Linked DNA regions of Arachis hypogaea: region 2 is linked to region 1. Evidence: chromatin contacts called from public Hi-C data. All regions are on one chromosome and are shown on one strand. The core of a region is the stretch at or near the end of the contact, and the rest is flanking DNA. Distances in the headings are between cores, read along the strand shown.

Region 1 (3,627 bases), core at 428-2,927:
GGGCATCAAAAATTACAACTCTAACAAATATATTACGCATCTCCGCGAGTTTCATGACACTCTACACATCATGGTGCCTTTCAAAACTATTCAATATACTATGTTAGGATATTAACCAAAAAAATTACAATCCCCATTACAATAAGTTGCCGGTTTGATGGGTTCCATAACATTGCGCACCATTGTACTTTTTAAACCTAACCTTAATCAATAGGAGTGGAGCTAGACTAATTATTAAGAGGGATTATAATTCAAATGGCCAAATAAATTTTAATAATTAAAGATATATTTAGCAAAAAATGTAAATTATAATTTATAATTTTTATGAAATATAAAAGTTATATTTCAATTTAAAATAAGATATTTAAAATTTAGAACAATAATACTAACATTGTAATATTAATAATATAAAATTATAATTAAATAGTTAAATAATAAAAGAATTAAACAAACAAATAACGTATAATTACATATAAATATAATAAATAATAATAAATAATGTAAATAATTAAATATATAAAAATAAAAAAATAAAAAAGCAATCAAATAAGACTAACAGAAAAATATAAAAAGGCAATTGCATTATTCCAAACTAGTAATAATGATAAACTGTTGAAAAATGACAAAGATTAATAAATTGAATACCCATTTATATCTAGTGTGATTTATTTTGATGCTATATTGTAATGTTGCAATTTCTTGATATTGCATTAAATTTATTTAGTGACTAAACATTAGTTTCTTAATTTATTGTTATTTGATATTTATCAATATTATGTTTAAATTTCAATTTATGTATGAATTAATGTAATGATTATATTGTAAATTTTAAAATGAAATTTGATGGTTACATAGGGGAGGGTATAGGAGAGCATACTCGTAGAAACAGATTAGGGTTTAAGTTTTGATTAAATTAATACTCAAAATAGTCTTTAAAATTTGACTTCCGAAAACAATTGAACATTCCAAAATTTATTTAACCCAAATTGTACCCTATAACTTTAAGGTGGGACTTAGGTTGGCTCTTCTGTCCAAGTTGCTAGGATTATATTTTTCTAGCATATTCCCATAGTAGGTTCCTGCTCTTTCCAGCGTTTATTTAATTTTTTTTTATAAATGCTAAACACAGAAGCTATGGTGTACTCCTGACATCAGCTCAGGCACAGTTGGGATCAAATCCTACAATAAATACAGAAAAAACTTAATCAATCATGCCTCATTTTGATAGTGGGAGAAAATTATGGTACATATATCCATGCAAATAAAAACTTTGTAACATCTACTCAAATTCTTTCAGAATAAAGTTAATGAGATTGATAATATCTATGTAAAAGAGTTCCAACCATAAATCTGCAAATAAGGTAGATAACAACTAAATATATTACACAATAAGAAACTCATTGTGACCCTTCATATATATTAAATAAACTCATAAAGATCCCTAAAATTTAATAAGTGAACCCAGATTGACCCCCATAACAGAGCTGGTGGTTTGGGTGTGGTCGTGTGGACCTGGATAGTGGTTAAGGTGTGGACTTGGATGGTGGTTTGAAATTTGAATGCTGATTTGCTTTTGGACTTAGACAGTGGTTTGGGAGATGCTTTAGATGTGGGTTTGGATTCAGGTTTGGGTTGAGATTTGGTGTGGGCTTGGGTGGTGGTTAGGTTGGGGTTTGAATGTGGGCTTAGGGTCTAATTTGGTTTTGGGTTTGGGTGGTGGTTTGGGAGCTCTCTTGGGTGTGGGTTTAGATAGTGGCTTGGGTTGAGATTTGAGTGTGGGCTTGGATGGTGGATTGGAATATGGAACGAATAAAACAAAACAGGTTATTACAAAATGAAGGAAAATAATTTCACTATACAGATTGGTATATAGTTAAATATTTCAAGTGTACCGGTTAAAATGACTTGGAACACCGATATTAATATCGGTACACTTAAAATTCTTCCCATACTTTATAGTTAACTCATTTCAAAGATTTTGTACTTAAATTTAAGGCAACTACTCCCATGAAGATGTCAAAAACATCTTTTTATGATGATTCTTGTTTAAAAAGTATAACTTATTTATTTAGCAACACTTTAAATAAAAATAATACTTTTACTTCAAATAAAATCCAAGCTCTACAATCTATCATCTAATGGTCAAAATAATATATCTTCACATGATATTAAATCTTTATTGGAATAGCCACCTATAGCAACATAGCAATGACTGAACCCCTGTTCAATAACTCGGAGAGTCACGAAAGTGATACCAAAACTAATGCAATCAACATAATAATTAGAATGGTTAAGTATGGTTTTGGTTCCAAAGGTTTTCAACCAGAATCGAAACCGTCCCTCATCTAATTTTCGATTTAGAATCATCCTTAATGTTTTTTTTCGTATTAAAATTGTCCTTTTAAATAAAATTTTTAATTTAATTCCTAAACTACCCCTATTTTAATAAAAAAATAAAATTTTAAAAAAATAAAAAAAACGCGTTTTGGGGAGGGAGGCAAAGGAAACACGTTGGGGGCGGGGAGGGAAGGAAACACGTTGGGGTGAGGGGAAAGGAAACGCGGGAGGGAGGGGAGGAGTCCATAGCCACTGCCACCATCGCCGGTCCGCCCACGAGCCGCCACCGGAACCACGACCAGAGGAAGACGTCGCCGCCTTCCCTTCATGTATCTTTCTGCCACCACTGTGGAGTGCGTCACCGGGAAGGGAAGCCCGAGCTGCCGATCTACCCAGCCGTGGAGTGTGTCGCCGCCGTTCATGCATGCTCCTGCCACCGTCGATCTACCCAGCCGCCGTCGCTCTTCGCCTTCTGCATCTGCTTCTTTGTGCTTTGAATTTTTGATTTGGCTTTGTGCTTCTCTGTTGATTTGGCTTTGTGCTTGAATTTGTTGATTTGGCTTTGTGTTGGATTTGTTGATTTGTTGCTTTCTGTTTCTACTTGTATTAAATTTGTGTTGATTTGTTGATTTTCTGCTTCTCTGTTGATGCTGTTATTTTTGGAGGTGGAGGTGGAGGTGGAGGTGGGGGTGGGGGTGGGGGTGGGGGGAAGGGGAGGGGACGCGGGGTGGGGGGAAGGGAAGACGGGGAGGGGGAAGGGGAAAGGGGGGAGGGGGACGGCGGCGGCATTGGTGGTGGTGCTGGTGGTGGTGTTGGTGGTGGTATTGGTGGAGGTTGTGGCGGTGGTGTTGGTGTTGGTGGTGGTGGTGGTGGTGGTGGTGGAGGAGGTAATTGTGTTGGTAGTGGTGAGGGTATTTTTGTCCAAAAAAAAATAAAAATGACGATTTTAATATGAAAAAAAACGGTTAAGGATGATTCTAAATCGAAAATTAGATGAGAGACGATTTCGATTCTGGCTGAAAACCTTTGGGACCAAAACCATACTTAACCCTAATTAGAATTATAAACCTTAACTCACATGGCATATCTCCCTCTCCCCACTTTAAAGGTCTCGGGTTCAACTCTTATCGACGGCAATCGAGGAGAAAAATTAGTAAGTGTGTGTTGTACCTAGGATCGGAGGTTGTCCAATCCACTTGACCAAAAAAAACAAAGAATTATGATACAATTAAATTATAAAGTGATGTCTCTTATGTAGAAAATTAATAAAATACGCAAGTTCATTTGAAA
Region 2 (3,627 bases), core at 419-2,918, 190 kb before region 1:
TTGCATGATTGAGCCTTTGTTCCCCATGACTTCCTCATCCAACCCACCTATCTTTGTTTGGTACAATGCCTTCAACCCACAAGAGAAATCTTCTCAGCACAACATCCATTTGGAGAAGGCCTCTGTTCTCTTCAACCTGGGAGCCCTCGGCTCCCACATTGCTCTCTCCTGCGATCTCACCACCATCCAAGGCCAGCGCATTGCCATAGACGCCTTACATGATGCTTCATATTGGTTCTTAATACTAACGCATGAGGCTGAGAAGGCATCTGCCACCATTGACTTGTCAATAAGCTGCACCCAGATGCTGCGCGAGATAATAACCGCGCAGGTTGCTGACTTGGAATGCAATTTTCCTCATCCCCGTTATGTATCAGTTTCTGCTGGATGTCCTGTATGAATCCTCATCTACCTTTTCGGTTGATCTTCTCTTAGCGCGTTTGATTTTTGTCAATCTTGATTTGTTGAATTGTTTGATTGGGATAATGTAGGTTTCTGTGCTTTATCGGAAAGCTTTTGAAATGTGGACATTCGGGCCTTTAGCTGAGACTCGTGTTCAATCCTTGATACCTCAACATCTTGTGTCGATTATCAGAACCTGCCTTATTGAATTTGCTCCTAGTGATGTCACTGAACAATTTCTTACAGGGTATTGGAAGGCTGCACAATTTCTTACAGGGTATTGTAAGGGTCAAGCCGTGCTTCCAGTGGGATGTCAACCACCATGCTTGGACCTTCTCTCCAAGGCTGGCCCTGTCATGATTAAGGATGGACATCTTGTGGCCAACCTTAGTGGCAGTGACATTCGCATTGGAGGAGATCAGCTCCCAGGAGACCACAGTAACATGGCTATAGACCAAAACTGAACAAGCTTTAGGAATTACCTGTTTATTTTCATTTTTAAATTGGATATTGGAATTTTGTTTGTTGATGCTAGACGCCTAGAACTATTTTTGTGAATATATTATCCTCGTAATTTTGTTTGTTGATGTGTGAATACTGAATATATTCCTTCTTATTCCTCACTAATTTGTAGTGATTTGTATGCCTCTGATCTCGTAGCCTTTATTCGATATTGTTGCATATTGGTAGATAGAAGGTATCAAATTTTGTGACATGTGGTAGTAAAGGGAGTGATTTATTCTTTTCTTTTATTTTAGAGATATAACAGATAGAATAATGTATATATTTTGCTTGGTTCTCCACGAATTTTGAATCAAATACTTTGGTCATAATAACTTTTTATTCTTTCAAAAATTTTTTATAATTATTCTTGTCAGACAAATTTATCTTCCCATTACTTTTAATAAAGTCTTTGAAAACCAGTGTTTCCTTTGAACCAAAATTTGGTTGATTATTCTTTCCTAAATATGCAAGCAATTCCGTCTCGTTATCTTGTTTTTTAAATAAAACAGTTGTGAAATTACTGTGAACAGGGACAAGGAATAGTCTCTTGCCCTTTTTCTAATTTATTTTCTATTTTTTCCTTTGGAAAATAGCAGATTAGGTATTTTTTTGCTTGCAATGTGGAAGAGAATACATTTGTGTAGTTTATTCTTGGAAAATTCTATGGTGCTTACACTCAAAATCAGCATGTGATGCTGATAAGAAGTGGTGTATTATAAAGCTGCTGTGTGTGTGAAAAATGAAACAGTTTCGGGGGTACGGCGTTCATAGCCGCATTGTGGTGGAGGCTAAAAAGTCCTGTTTCTATTATTTTACGCCGCATTGTGGTGGAGGCTAAAAAGTCCTGTTTCTATTATTTTTATGGTAATTAATTCGATAATTAATTGTTGCATAATGAAAGTGGATTGGGTCTGTAAAATACTGTAGAAATTGGGGCTTTTGTTCCTCGGTAGAAGGACATTAGAAAATCTGCTAAAATTATAACTTGACCTCTAAATGACTACGATGACCAAAAAAAAAAAAAAAACAACGTAGTACTAATGTTTTAATAACATCAATTATTATGTGTCAAATAATTGTGGTTCATTTAGGATTTGGTTATGGCGCTGGAAAAAAATTTCAATTTTCTAGGCTTAGAAATTAATAATTTGCTATTTTATACTTGTAAGTTTTAAAAGTATACAGAGAAAATTTGAGGAAATAAAAGGAACATAAAACCAAATAAATGGATAAAAATAGAAATAAAAAATTGATAATTTAAAAGAAAAAAAATATTTATTAATGAGATATAAAAAAATTTCATAAGTGTCAAAGTTAGGAAGATAATTAGATTTACTATTTAATCCTCTCAATTATTTTTATTTACTTAATATATATAATAATGTATCAAGTATTATTAATTAGTTTATATTTATCAATTATAACATATAATTGATAATTTATTAAGAAAAAATACTAATATAATAAATATCATAACGATACAAAATTAATTTAAATTTAGATTGTAGCAAATTTTTTAAAGATAAATAGGCCTTGACAAATTTAACGTTAAAACGACGTCATTTTATCTGGATAAATTGAGGTTTAATTACTCTACATGTTTCTATATTTTCACCGAATTTTCAATTAGATCTCCGTATTTCTTCTCTTTTCAATTGGGTCCCTATTCGTTAACTTTTTTTAATTAAGTCTCTGCCGTGAGAATAATGTTTAATATAACAGAATATTCTGTTTAAAAAATGATATTCTTATCATTGGGTTAGAATGGCTACTTAAACACACATCTATTTTTGACTTATAAATTATTAATTATATAAAAATGTAAAATATAAAATATAGCTTTTTAACTAAACTGTACTATTTTTTACTTATAAAGATTAAATTTCGGTGTCAAAAAAAATTAAAACTTCCAACTCTATAAAAACTTTCAACTCCATAAATTCTTCTTTACTTCTTGAATAATCCAGGTCTTCTTAGTAACCAAGTCACTTGATCTCTCTCCATAATAATAACAATCTCTATATTAATATTAAGGAGTAAAGAAAAAAGATTTTGAAAAATTTATTATATTAGTACTACGTTGTTTTTTTTTTTTCGGGTCATCGTAATAATTTAGAGGCCAAATTATAATTTCAGCAGATTTTCCAATGTCCTTTCACCGAGAAACAAAAGCCCCAATTCTCACGATATTTTGCAGGCCCAATCCACTTTCATTATGCAACAACTAATTATTTAATTAATTACCATAAAAATAACAGAAACGAGACTCTTTAGCCTCCATCACAATGCTGTTATAAATGTCGTACCCGAAACTGTTTCATTTTTCACACAGGCGGCAGCTTTATAATGCACCACCTCTTATCAGCATCACATGCTGATTTTGAGTGTAAGCACTATAGAATTTTCCTTTATTCTTTATTATAACAAATTTTCTCGTATTCTTGTTTGAGAATTGAGATCAATTAATCACTTTTGTTTAAAATTATTGCTTGTATTGTTATTCAAATCCTTCAAATTTTATTGTTTGTATCTACACAATTTTTCTGATGTGCTGCTACCAGATCCATTGATGAGTTCTGCATTGTTCATTGTGGTTTCCTTATCTAACCAGGTTGAAGGTTTACTGGTCATTTTGTATTGTTGGTAAACTAGTCATGATTAAATTAGTTTGATGTTATCTGGTAAAGTCATTTCTTTTCTGTGATATCTATTTGTATAAGA

Evidence for each region. A called contact is a pair of places that touch in the nucleus more often than the background predicts.
Region 2: a Hi-C map of leaf shows a contact between it and region 1, with 2.7 times the contacts expected there. The contact joins two enhancer-like sites. A contact is called at or near these places in 2 of 8 Hi-C or Micro-C datasets (leaf and an unstated tissue).

What each region holds. Positions count from the first base shown.
Region 1 is chr2:4,246,476-4,250,102 of arahy.Tifrunner.gnm2.J5K5, reverse strand. No RefSeq gene overlaps it. Among protein-coding and RNA genes, the nearest start is that of LOC112763005, 14 kb to the left of the region's middle. Within about 2 kb of position 1,677, at least 3 of the 3 cell types and tissues checked have open chromatin away from gene starts, as enhancers often do.
Region 2 is chr2:4,440,127-4,443,753 of arahy.Tifrunner.gnm2.J5K5, reverse strand. LOC112733960 reads left to right here. Exons shown (of 3, transcript XM_025783105.3): 2 at 1-394; 3 at 492-1,045. The coding sequence ends at 866. Among protein-coding and RNA genes, the nearest start is that of LOC112733960, 3.6 kb to the left of the region's middle. Within about 2 kb of position 1,668, at least 2 of the 3 cell types and tissues checked have open chromatin away from gene starts, as enhancers often do.